Linked DNA regions of Capsicum annuum: region 2 is linked to region 1. A link is a contact called in public Hi-C data. All regions are on one chromosome and are shown on one strand. Each heading gives the region's core, a stretch centred on a gene start, on an enhancer-like site or on the middle of the called end of the contact. The rest is flanking DNA. Distances are from core to core; before and after follow the strand shown. Region 1 holds the start of LOC107872871 (dolichol-phosphate mannose synthase subunit 2). Region 2 holds the start of LOC107872865 (inactive poly [ADP-ribose] polymerase RCD1).

Evidence for each region. A called contact is a pair of places that touch in the nucleus more often than the background predicts.
Region 2: a Hi-C map of leaf shows a contact between it and region 1, with 2.1 times the contacts expected there. The contact joins the promoter of LOC107872865 here to the promoter of LOC107872871 in region 1. A contact is called at or near these places in 2 of 5 Hi-C or Micro-C datasets (leaf and placenta).

Annotation. Positions count from the first base shown.
Region 1 is chr6:186,752,156-186,755,220 of UCD10Xv1.1, reverse strand. It overlaps LOC107872871 (dolichol-phosphate mannose synthase subunit 2), which reads right to left and starts at 1,645. Exons shown (of 3, transcript XM_016719520.2): 1 at 1,488-1,645.
Region 2 is chr6:187,116,577-187,119,875 of UCD10Xv1.1, reverse strand. LOC107872865 (inactive poly [ADP-ribose] polymerase RCD1) reads left to right here and starts at 1,827. Exons shown (of 8, transcript XM_047415000.1): 1 at 1,827-1,952.

The sequences.
Region 1 (3,065 bases), core at 396-2,895:
TGATACAGATACAAAGAGCAATGACATAATGTTTATTCAATGATCTGACAATGCAAGTGACCAAGGCTTGTAGTTTAGTGGCACCAGGAGTGTCCCATACTATATAAGTTTGTGTTGAATTCTCGTCGTCCCTCATTCCTATTCCCCTTCCCTAATACCCTAGGTAATTAAATTAAAAAATTAAAGAGAGAGAGAACCATGCACTAGCCTGCTTAACAACTAATTAGCATCAAAAACTGAATTCTTGGCCTCCCAAAAGGTGGCATATTTTCCTCATGGCATAATCTTCGCTCTAGCATAGAGGAAATCCCCAATTTCATACACATTCCAATTTAGTGGATATCAACTTACACATTCCAATTCAGTGGATATCAACTTAGAGAAGAGGAAACACCAGTTTCATGTATATGCATGGATGCAGAGAGAAGCAAAGTATCCCACCTAAAAACCAGGGGCAACATCCGCCAAATATCAACAACAACAACAACATACCCAATGAAATCCCACAAGCGGGGTCTGGGTAGGATAGAATGTACCCAAACCTTACCCCTACCTTGTGGAGGTAGAGAGGCTGTTTCTATAGGACTCTCGGCTCGAGTAAAGAAAATCAAAGAAGGTATGAAAAAGGGAAATGACAGTGAAGAAACACAGCATCCAACAAGAAAACATTTAACAACAACAAACTCTTGCAATAACTGAAACAACATAAACAACAGATGATGATAGAAATCAAAAGCAAGACACTACAAGAATAAGGCTAATACTACGACAGACACCACCAAGCCTAAACCTGTCGTAAAGCAAAACAACACTCAACTACCGACTAACATTTTGCTGTAATCCGTGACCTCCACACCTGCCAATTATCATTCCTTACAAAAAATTTGAACAACTTCATAGGCTGAACTTATCATGGAAACAATAAACTCACCTTACTCTAAATTTGATTATAAGCCTAGTTCAATTAGTTGAATTTGAAGCAAGCAACTAGATGTCTACCATGTTCAATTAAAAAAAAACTAGTGTTTCGAAAATAACATCTAAAATATTCACCATGTCAACAGTGTATCCAAAAAATTACAATTCCATAACCGTAAAAATGTTCATCTGTGCAACAGATTTATTCACACAGACACACATAAAATGATTTCTACTATATGATCCAACATATCAGGCGATAAATATCGGATATTAAAGCTAAGGTAATTACATAAACACTGTGCATCAGCATTACAACTTTTTTTTTTGTGACAAAAACTTTTCGCACTCAAAAAAAATTCAACAATAACAACATATACTAGTAGCCAAGGGTGCCTAGTGGTCAATCAAATTGAGAACCGAGATAAAAAAAATACTAGGTGTATCTTGTCACTTTTACTTGCTTAGGTATTAATTGAGTTCCATGAAAAGCAATTTGATACCGTTATATATATATATATATATATATATATATAATAAATTCAGATTACAATTATTAGAGAAATTACCTTGAAAATTTAATATACGTGGCGTTAAACACTTTCGATCAGAGCATGAAGATCGTTATAATCAATCTTAATCGATATCATTTGTTTGTGCTTCCAATTTCCATCACTTGAGAAATAAATGGGCCAAATCAACTTTTCCCCATCACATGGGCCGAAATGATACTAGAGCGCAGCCCAAGTTAAACTCATAAGATACCCAAATTGAAATTAAAAAAAAAACAAAAAAACAGAAACGACACTGATTAAATTATTTTCATGATAATGGCCTTACAAATATTACAAAACATAAATATACTATTTTTTATTTATAAAATTTATTTTTTATTTATAAAATCTATTTTTTATTTACAAATTTGTTTTCAAGTAAAAACCAAAACTACAACTAAAATGCTTTTTTTTCCCCAATCTTTAGGCTTTCATTGCGGAATGTGCTGGAATGAAATATTGCTATGTTTACACACATTTCAGTACCTAATTCTTCTCAATTTCAAAATTGAAAATCATTTTCTCTTTCTTCTTTCGTTCACCATTTTATGAAATCGAAATTCTAATATTGTCAATTCTCAGTTCCGGAAACTCAAAGTTGGCTCAAAAATATCACGCAAAGTAGGAATTTTTGCAAAAATTCAAGAATTTATCGATCAAGAAATTTAAAAAATTCAGCCAAGATTTGAAGTCGTAGCTCATTTGAACAATTTTTGAGAAATTAGTGTATCAACAATTTTATGATGTATAAATTATATAAAAATTGGTGCATTACTAATTTAATGGTATATGAATTATATAGGAATTTGTGTATCAATAATTTTATGATGTATGAATTATATAGAAATTGGTGTATCAATAATTTTATGATGTATAGAAATTGGTGTACCAACAGGTTTATATGTCTGAATTGTATAGAAATTAGTGTATCAGCAGTTTTATAATGTCTATAGAAAATAGCGTATCAATAATTTTATTGTGTCTGAACTATATAGAGATTGTGTATAATAATTTTATGGTGTCTCCATATAGAAATTGGTGTATCCAACAATCTTATGGTATCTGAACTATATAGAAATTGGTGTATCAAAAATGTTATGGTGTCTAAAACAGAAGTTGGTGTATCAATAACTTTATGGTTGTCTCGACCCGAGGCTACCCCTAGTCGTAACACGGTGCTTGAAACCACAAGCGATCCCAAGCTAATTTATGAACTGGCATACTGTTAAGCAACTGAATTATAATAAATTAAATAGCTGGTTTTGCTGTGCAAAAATATAATTATGACGCAATTTGGATAAATACAATACTAATAAAGGTTACAATCTGATAGTACTGAAGAGAGAACAGAAATTATATAACTGACGCTGACTGACATATATGAAGTCTCTACTATACTGACTATAGATAGCTGGGACATGCCTCCAGCTACTACTAATCAATACATATGAATAATGAAAATAAGGTACATGAACAACATCTAACTGGAGTCCCCGAAATAGAAAACTAATCACCTACTAGCTGGAAACTGCAACTATATGATCATGATGTGTGGGCTACAGCTGGTACCTATATTATGAAACAATGTAGCCC
Region 2 (3,299 bases), core at 578-3,077, 360 kb before region 1:
ATACCTTGCAATTTGTGAGGCTCAAACCTTGCAATTTTGAGAGATTTGGATGAAATTTAAAAATTTTACCGGTTACAAAGATAAAATTTCTCTAGGCTAGTATGGATTCGCGCCCTTTAATTTGTTAAAATATTTTAGAGTGATATGCTGAAATTTTAGTATTTAGAGACCAGGTCCTTTTGCTTTTTCTTTTATAAAATAAAAATATGCATTAGAAATTAGTGGCGTGTCTAATTCAATCCCGAAAGCTAGTTCATGAGAGGAGGATTGTCCAATTGTCAGTCTATTCTCCAACCAATATGAGACTTTTACTACTTCAATAATAAATTTAAAAACTAATGCAGACTCACAGTAGCTCAAACTCCATATTTAGAGTACTTTAATTATTATGTTTGCTCTAAAACTGAAATGAAAATAGTTGATTATTAAAATTTTAAATTTGAATAAATCGATTCGATTAATCAAATCGAAATAATAAAAGATGAATCGAATTGAATCTAGAATGAATCAAATTAGGATAAGAATTTTACTAAATTAAAATTTGAAATTTAAATTCGATAGCAAAATTCAATTTAAATCGATTTGTGCACAGATTTATTTGGGACTAAAAAATAATTTCATCCCTATAAATATATCTCCAGAGACCATTGGTTCCTAACAAGCCTTTTTCTCGTTGTGGAAGATGATGGCAAGGGTCAAGGCGGGGATCATATGAGGCTTAGGTTGAAAGGTGTTCTGGGGGGCTGCATTGTGGAACAAATGACTTAGATATGTAGTTGATTTTGTTGTAATTATTTTGTATAGTTTAATGCATGTGTTGTATTATATTATATGTTCTTTTATGATAATTATTATTGTAGCTCTTTATTGATCTAAATAATCAATAAATAAGATCGACGAATCAATCTTATGATCGACGAAAAATAAATGAATAACACAATTAACCTATAAATCTAAACTATCATGAGAAATTTATGTGTTGGTTAATTTTACTGTCAAGTACTGTTGGTTAATTTACTGCCAAGTATGGCGCACAAAATTAGTTTGTTGTACCTAGTTTTGTTCAACTTTAATTCTGTCTTCTATTTGAGTCATTTTCACATTTCATCTATCACTTAGATTTCTAACTCTATTCAATATGAGAAATTTAAATCATAAAAAAATATAGGGTATTTAATAATTTGTATCATGTTATCTAAGATCTTTGAAACATCTTATAGCTTAATAATTACTATTCAAGAGTCGACATGCCAAAACTAATTTGTTTTGGTTAAAGTAGTATAATAAATTTCAGTGTTAGGATTGCATGTTAATTATGATGGTAATCACTTACATAAACGTGGTCTAAAACAAAACTTTAGTATTTTGTTATCTTTATAAGCCACAATACATACATGTTTTCTTTTTAAATTTGATCTCAATTGATATTTATATCTTTCAATTTTGAGTGTGAACAAATAAACACTTAATAAAATTTCAAAAGTACATATACATATTCAATATGGCAATTCGCTTGAGATTGTCACGTAGATGCCTAGTAGATATCATATAAAATGTGTATACAATTTTAAATGTCTACTTATTCACACCCTAAGTTGAAGAATATGAATATCAACCGAGACCAAGTTAAACAACATGCTTATATATTATTATATTTTTATAAAAATTAATAAATAGTATATATAAAATATAACTTACACATCTATTATTCAGTATAGGTCGATATTCTTTTCGATTAATTTCTATCAAAATAAAATTCCTACCTAATTATTTAATACAATTATAAATTTATATAAAAAAATTATCAAAATTTAATGGAAAAAACACCTAAAAACCGATTCGATACATTCTATGCAAGCGGTTAATTGTTTTTTCCTTCCCTAAGCCATTTACACCCGTTGTTATCATGACGGTTACCGCAAACCCCATAGTAGTACACAGATATAAAAAGGGTTAGTAGTTTTTTATTTTTTTTAAATTTTCCAGTGTGCCGTTTGTCTTTTTGCTCACTCCCTTTCTTTCCGCCTAAGCTAACTTACAAAACTCAACTATTCAAACTCTACATAGCATAATCAGATTTTTGAAATCCGGTAGTAATTAATTTTGTATTACTAGTAGAATTTCCCAAAACAATTGTATAAAAACAAATAAGTAGTAGTAGTTGAATTTCTCAAAAGAATTGAACAAAAAAAAAAAGAAAAAACTTTTTTCACTAATCTTCTTTGCTTCGATAGTTTTTTTTAATCAATGAAGGGCATCTGTTATCGTGGTAAGAATCCCCTTTTGTTTATTTTTTTTTTTTTTTTTTAAATTTTTTTTTTTTTTAATTTTTTAAATTAATCTGTTTCGTTTTGCTTTTATTCCGGGCTATTTGCTTTATTCCGGACTTGATGTGACCTGATTTTGATTTTTTTTTTTTTAGTGTTTTCTAGGAATTAATTTATGTTTAATTTTGCGATTAATGGAATTTAGGAGGGTTGGAACATGTATTTTTTGGTACATATAAGCAAAATCCGAGTTGTTGTGAATTAAGAAAAAAAATATTTAGTTAAGTAGGAGTAAAAAAGATTAATGTAGATGGTTGTTTGTTTATGAGAAGTTGTTTTGATACTTTGCCAGATTTTCGCCTGCGTATATATGGCTGGGCAGAGTTTTAGATGTTAAAATTTGGTTTATTTATTATTATTACTGATTTAAAATTTCTTTTGGTAGAGAAAACATTAAATCAAGGTTTTAAAAATTGATTAGCATATTTCCATGAAAGATCTTTTCAAAACCTGTTGAGTTTTTTTTTCTTCTTTTTTTTGTGTGTGTGTGTCTGTGCGCGCACCTGCTGTGGATTGTATATATGTGTGTGTGTATTAATAAGAGGCCCAATGCCAACTTTTGATTTAAAAAAGAAAGTGTATGCACAAGCACATTGAATTTGTGAAAGTTGTATCATTTGGTTCGGAACAAGTTATTCCGAGATTATTTATATTGGAATTAGTTATTCTGTGATTAGTTATCTCGGGTCTGTATCCCATCCCAATGTGACAAAAAGTAACACTATGATTTCGGGATAACTAATTCCACAATTTTGTCCTAACCAAACATGGGATAAACTCATCCTAAAATTAATCCCAGATTAGTTATCCCTTATTCTTCATACCAAACGAGCCCTAAAAGTAGTCTTAAAATGAAGAGTTCAAATGCTAGGTAGTATTTCGTAGACAATGTTGTTCAACTGTTTTACCTCGCCCACTAGATATGGTTTATTAATTTTTTTTAATTTTTTTTTTGGTAATGATAGTTTATTA